Regions from separate parts of the Danio rerio genome. Here region 2 is linked to region 1. Evidence: chromatin contacts called from public Micro-C data. All regions are on one chromosome and are shown on one strand. The core of a region is the stretch at or near the end of the contact, and the rest is flanking DNA. Distances in the headings are between cores, read along the strand shown.

Region 1 (2,928 bases), core at 31-2,530:
TTGCCCCCCAACCCAGCAAAAAAAGAAAAAGAAAAATGTTGGAGTTTCTTAATTCTGTTAAGAACACAAAAATACAAAGGAAGATATACTGAAGAATCATTGACTTCAATAGTATCTTTTGTACCTACTATGAATGTTAGCTGCTTTCCCCCCAACATTCTTCAGAATATCTTGGTTGGCATAAATTCAAAAGTTTAGCACCAAGTAAATGGTGAGGAGGGTGACATAGTGTTTCATTGGTTAGCACTGTCGCCTCACAGCAGGAAGGTCGCTGGTTCGAGTCCTGGCTGAGCCACTTGGCATTTCTATGTGGAGTTTGTGTGGCTGAGGCCTGCTAGTGAAATGCTGTGCAGGTAAACCTTACTCCTCTGACCTCCAAAGATGCTCTAGTGACAGATGCTACAGGCAATGGTCTTTAGCCTCCTTGTTAGAGCAACCGACTCCCATGCAAAGTATCGCCGGTTCAATCCCAACTCAGAGCGGGTTGGGCACTGTAGGACCCACAGGGTTACATTTGCATGTTCTCCCCGAATTGACGTGGGTTTCCTCCGGGTGCTCCGGTTTCCCCCACAGTCCAAAGACGTGATGAGTTGGATAAACTAAATTGACTGTAGAATGTGAATGAGTGTGTATGGGGTTCCCCAGCTGGAAGGACATCCGCTGTGTAAAACATATGCTGGATAAGTTGGCAGTTCATTCCGCTGTGGTGACCCCTGAGGAATAAAGGGACTAAGCTGAAGGAAAATGAATAAGTGGTGAGGAATTGTTTGGTTGAACTGACCCTTTAAATTGCATCATTATAGTGTCTTAAAGTATAAATAGGCGAATAATGGATATAACAATTTTTAATTGTAACAAAACACTTTTTTCTAAATAAAAATCTACGTACTTTTAATGTATTTTTGCTGAACTTATTTTATTATTATTTTTAAATTGGTTTTGCCAATTAAAGAAAAAATGTTGATCCACATGATGCAATAATAAGCCTAAATGCAGAAATGGTCGCCATGGTGCTTTCTTGAGTAAAGTTATTTACTGTAATTTTGCAATTAACTACTTACTGTTATCTATTGTTGCAAATAAAAGCGTAAGAGCGATAACGAGATAAACGAGTCGACAAAACCGCCCGCGCGCGACACGTTTGTGTTGCTGACAAGTCACCAAGATAAAGGGATGTGCAGTTTCATACACGTAAATCACTTTAAAAGGAAACATAAAGCGAGGACACCTCCCATCCTCATCTACATCTAAAACTCTCACTTCCTCCATGATTTAGATCGAGCTCCAGCCACAACCGCTGGCATTCACCCACTTCTCTCCATCTGTCAAGAGTTCGGCGCTTCATCCTCTCGCCTCAGGAGCCAGTCCCTTTCCAGCCACAGTTCTCAGGTACAGTCCCCCATCCCGGTATAATCTATGTTTCTGTGTCCGCCGTTATTGGAAACCGTGCAAAACTTAGCATCTTTGGCGGCGTCTCAAAACCTAGTAAGCTGGCAAGGTAGCGTTTTGGGCGCGCCTAAATGCCTCCACAACGCCTAAATGCTGTTGAGATGAGTAGCTAGCTTTTTAAACTATGCTAATCTGTCAATCGTTCCTAATGAATTAATTGGATTGTAATTGGTTGGTTGATTTTATTGATTTGTTAGCTAGTTTTTTAACTGTGGCGAGGCACAGTTGAGTATTTAAGGAAGTTAAGTAAGAGAACTAAATATGAAATGGCTGATAAAGTAATGAACTCACTTCATTCATACAGTATACATATAGACATGAAAACTATATTCAGTTTGCTCAGTTTGTCTAAAAGTAGATTGGAGGAGCTAAAACAAAACACAAATATATTTCATCCTACCAGAGTTAATTGTGAAGGATTAGTTAAACCTATTCTACATTAAATTGCTTTAATGTACTTGTTTTAAACTTGCATAGCTTTTCATCCGGTGAACACTATAAAGTTAGGCTGAATGACAGCATCATAGACACAAAAATGGATGAAGGAAACTGAACGGTTGGCTGACCAGTGTTGACAGTCACTCATTTTACCATTGTGTTTGGAAGCAAAAATTAAGAAGTCATGCAGTATTATAGAGTGTATGAGTGTATTTGGATATAATAACTGCCGTGGTAAGTTAACCGGGTGCAAATAAATGTTAATGATCACAATGAAACAATTCTGACAATCTTTGATAGAAATAACTCAGTGGTTTCCATGTTTGTGTGGAAGGATGTGGTGTAACTGAACATCTCCTGCACTCCCGCATTTACTCCAGCTATGATGCTTTCTTTGCATAATGCTCAGTTTTCTTATTTTGTCATTTACAGTGTGTTTGACTGAATGTGGTGATCTGACTGCAAATGAATACACATTTGTAGTCACAAAAGTCAGCATATGCACAAGACTGTATTTGGTATAGCATTGAGAAAGAATTAAAAATAAATAAATAATAGACTGTAAAAACATTTTTGCGGTCTTATGTATTTTTTGTTGAATCAATATAAACTTTGTATAGCTTAAAAAAATGTAGTTGAAACTTGATTAACTTAAGTTAAAGCAACATAAAAATATTTATCATTACATATTTTTACAGTGTAAGAGGGTTATGCAGTAAAATGCTTTATTACTAAAACCTGCAAACAACGTGGCATCAGACTTGGAGAAGTAGAGGCCGAGCATTTCCTTCTCTGTCACTTCATGCTAGTTTCCGCCTTCCTTCCTCTTTCTTAGTGCATATTGCCTAAATTCAGTTTTAAAGATAGAAAGATGAAGAACACTTCAAATCTCTTGTGCATTCAGTTTCTGTCCGAAGCATCTGTAACAGTTCATTTAAGGGAATTAAAAATCAAATTGTGAGTGGATTTAAGAAAGTATGAAGCTTGGGTGTGAACACATAAACCACAGCAGAGTTTCTTTAGATTGCCATCAAATCCAGG
Region 2 (3,296 bases), core at 163-2,662, 99 kb before region 1:
TCGCCATCTCTAAAGCAAAAAAACAGTGAGCAAGATTTAAGATTATTAGTAATATGTATGCTTGCAATGAATATTATGACAACTTCGGCCCTGTTTAATTGATCTTTTTGCATTTATCTGATAGACATTTTGAAATATCTAAAATGCTAATGTTATTACAATGTAATATATTTTTGTTTGGATATTTTTATAATGTTTTTTTAATCAACTGCTTACTCGCTTTCCTTCGGCTTAGTCCCTAAATTATCAGTGGTCAACACCAAACCAAAATGAACTACCAACTACTCTGAAATATGGTTCATGCATTATACACCCTTCCAGACACATTAATTTGACTGCTTTCTATTGTACTATATTTTATGTTACTCATTACTGTGGTAAGAAAGCTAATATTTTAGCATCATTCTTCAGTTTCAGATCATCCTTCGGAAATCATGCTAATAGTCTGATTTGCTGCTGGAGAAACATTTTGTATTATTATCAATGCAAAATCTGCTTAATATTAAAGAATTTTTTGTATTAATTTGGGAGTTAAAAAGAACAGCATTTATTTTGTATTCTAAACTTTGTCTTTCTTTACTATCACTGTGATGTATTCTTGAATAAACTAAAATACTTCTTGATTTACAGCACAAAATACATTTAAGAAAACTGAGAATTCTAGAGAAGTTGTGCAAAGGTCAGATATAACAGCTTTGCACTTATTTACAAAGCCACAAAATGTCAGCTCAGTCTCAGTGGTGTGTTTTAGCACAATCGTAAACCATGTCAGTAAACCGTGACATGACAACAGCATGAGGTGAAAACTGAAGCATGGCAGAATGTATGCAGTTGAACGTTTTGCATCTATTTGTACATTTACTGTTTCTAAAGAGTAGTTCAGCAAGACAAAAAGGCTAGATACTGACCAAACCAAACAATACATCTATTAGCCACCTTCTTATACAGTTACAGTTACAGTTTTTAAATCTAATAAAAAAAAAAAAAAGTCCTCTAAAAATGTGTTAGCCAGGCTGTGGCCTGCTGCTTATCTCGTCACTTTAAAAGCCTCTGCGCTTTTTCCTGTCCTTCAACACTCAATGCTATTTGATATCTTAAACCCCTTAAAACTACAAACATTTAGCATTAATAAAACCCTGTTGTACATTCAGATGAGATAATTTTTGATAAGCTGAATAAACCTCATGTCCTGCGCAAGGACAAGCAAGCTTTCCAATGTGGGTCATATGTTGCATTACTGCTGTTAAAAGTATGAAAAGCTCCTTCACTTATGTTAATATTTAACACTTTAAACAGCTAAGATTATATGTCTAACGCAAAGGATACTTACATTTTCTCTTCAAAAGGGGGTCGGTCAAATGTTTTTGTTCTTTGTCCCTCAGTTATTAGTCAGTTTCTCTTTCTACACCTCTGTCTGTTTGTCCTTTGGTCTGTCCTGGCCTAAACCCTGAGACTCCTCCCTGCTGAAATCTGTCAGTTTGCCAACAATTGCCAAGTTTATATTTGGTCAAGTGCATGCACTGATCTGTAATGGAGAGACAGAGAGGGAGAGCTGTGGATTTACATTGTACAAGCCACTGGCTACAGACATACAAGCAGAGTTTATTGTAGAAATCTGCTTACCTGTGTAAGTCTGAATTAATAAGCATGTGGAAAACACGAACACAAGTAGGCTAGTTATTAATACAGAACTGTATAGTTGACAGTTGGTGGCTAGAGGAGGTATAGAGACGGGTTGGGTTTCTGCGTGTTTGTGTACGTGACTCTTTGACCGTAAGTGACCTTATCTCACCTCACTCTTGCTAGGTTTTCAGTTTTTTTTCTCTCGTTTTGTACTACACTGACTTCCCTTTTTGTAAGCCTTTGGTTTGACAGTTCTGACTCCTTTACCACACCGTCGTGTTGTTTGATGGATGTTGCGAAACATTCGCAGAGGCCTTTTAAACGTTACAACATAATAGGGTCGCTAATTTAGATTTCTTTACTGAATTAAAAAAGATAAAAATAAAGTTTGAATGTGAAGTATTTTTTCAAATGTCTAATGATTTTAATTATGAAAGTAAATTAAAGCAATACTTAAATTATACTAAAAATATGCTATGTATGGAAAAAAGCAGAAAATGTAGTTGATTTTGGTTATTTTCCTTCTCCATTACACTGAAACACTTTACAAAAAGTTAAACATCTTAAAATATAATATAAAAATATGAAAAGAATAGTCTAATTATAAATGTTTTTGGATTATTATCAAATTCTGTCTCGTTATTTTACATGATATGATGTAGAACTGTTACATTCTGACAACTTTATGTGCTCAATGAAATAATAAATATGTACTGCAGTATGCTTATATTTCACAAGGTGGCGATGTGGGTCCTGTTTTGCTGTCTGCCATCTGAAAGTAGGCCCTATTGTAGATTTTTTTCATATATTAATGAAATTCCATTATTACTAAATGTAATCAAAATATCGTAACATCTTTTTAAACCTTACATATTTTCATACAGTAGCCTATCTTTCTGTAGTTAGCTTCTGTAGCTTGGTTACACTGCTTACTCTGTAAACACTGTTTATCTCAACACATGATAGGTCATTTAGTTATTTTGTATATTTTTTGCATTATTGATGGACCTGACACTTCCAGACTGAAAATGATAGCATTAAGCTGTTTTTTTTCTTCTTCTTTTTGATTAGGGTTGTTTTGTGACTCATTTTTGTAACTTGGTAGCTCACCATAAACTAAACATTTCTAACATTGACTCCTGTTTTGCTGTCTGCCGTCTGAAAGTAGGCCCTATTGTTAGATTTTTTCATATATTAACGTAATTCCATTATTACTAAATGTAATCAAAATATCTAAACATCTTTTTAAACCTTACAAATTCCATACAGTAGCCTATCTTTCTGTAGTTAGCTTCTGTAGGTTCCACTGCTTACACTGTAGACACTGATTACACTGTTTATCTAAACACAGGATAGGTCATTTTGTTATTTTGTATATTTTTTGCATTTTTGATTTACCTGACACTTGACACTTCCAGACTGAAAATGATACCATTAAGCATTTAATACATTTTGATTTTTTTTTTTATTAGGGCTGTTTTGTGACTCATTTTTGTAACTTAGTATATTTTTAATGTGTTGGTGTGAATTTGCTCACCATAAACTGAACATTTCTAATGTTGACTCCTAAACTCGAGGAAATGTTGTTTGAACAAGAGCAGTAACCTTTAGAAATGTTTTTATGGAATGCAAATGTCGCTTTAGATACAGACACTGAACAGAGACTTATAGAC

The links. Hi-C and Micro-C count contacts between places; a contact is called where the count stands out from the background.
Region 2: a contact with region 1 is called in a Micro-C map of caudal fin, with 2.6 times the contacts expected there. The contact joins the promoter of cox6a2 here to the promoter of coro1a in region 1. A contact is called at or near these places in 2 of 18 Hi-C or Micro-C datasets (caudal fin and embryo) and 1 of 4 datasets of contacts at active chromatin or transcription factors (caudal fin).

What each region holds. Positions count from the first base shown.
Region 1 is chr3:29,727,600-29,730,527 of GRCz12tu, reverse strand. It overlaps coro1a (coronin, actin binding protein, 1A), which reads left to right and starts at 1,280. Exons shown (of 11, transcript NM_201114.1): 1 at 1,280-1,389.
Region 2 is chr3:29,826,380-29,829,675 of GRCz12tu, reverse strand. It overlaps cox6a2 (cytochrome c oxidase subunit 6A2), which reads right to left and starts at 1,412. Exons shown (of 4, transcript NM_001004680.1): 1 at 1,331-1,412; 2 at 1-9. The coding sequence starts at 7.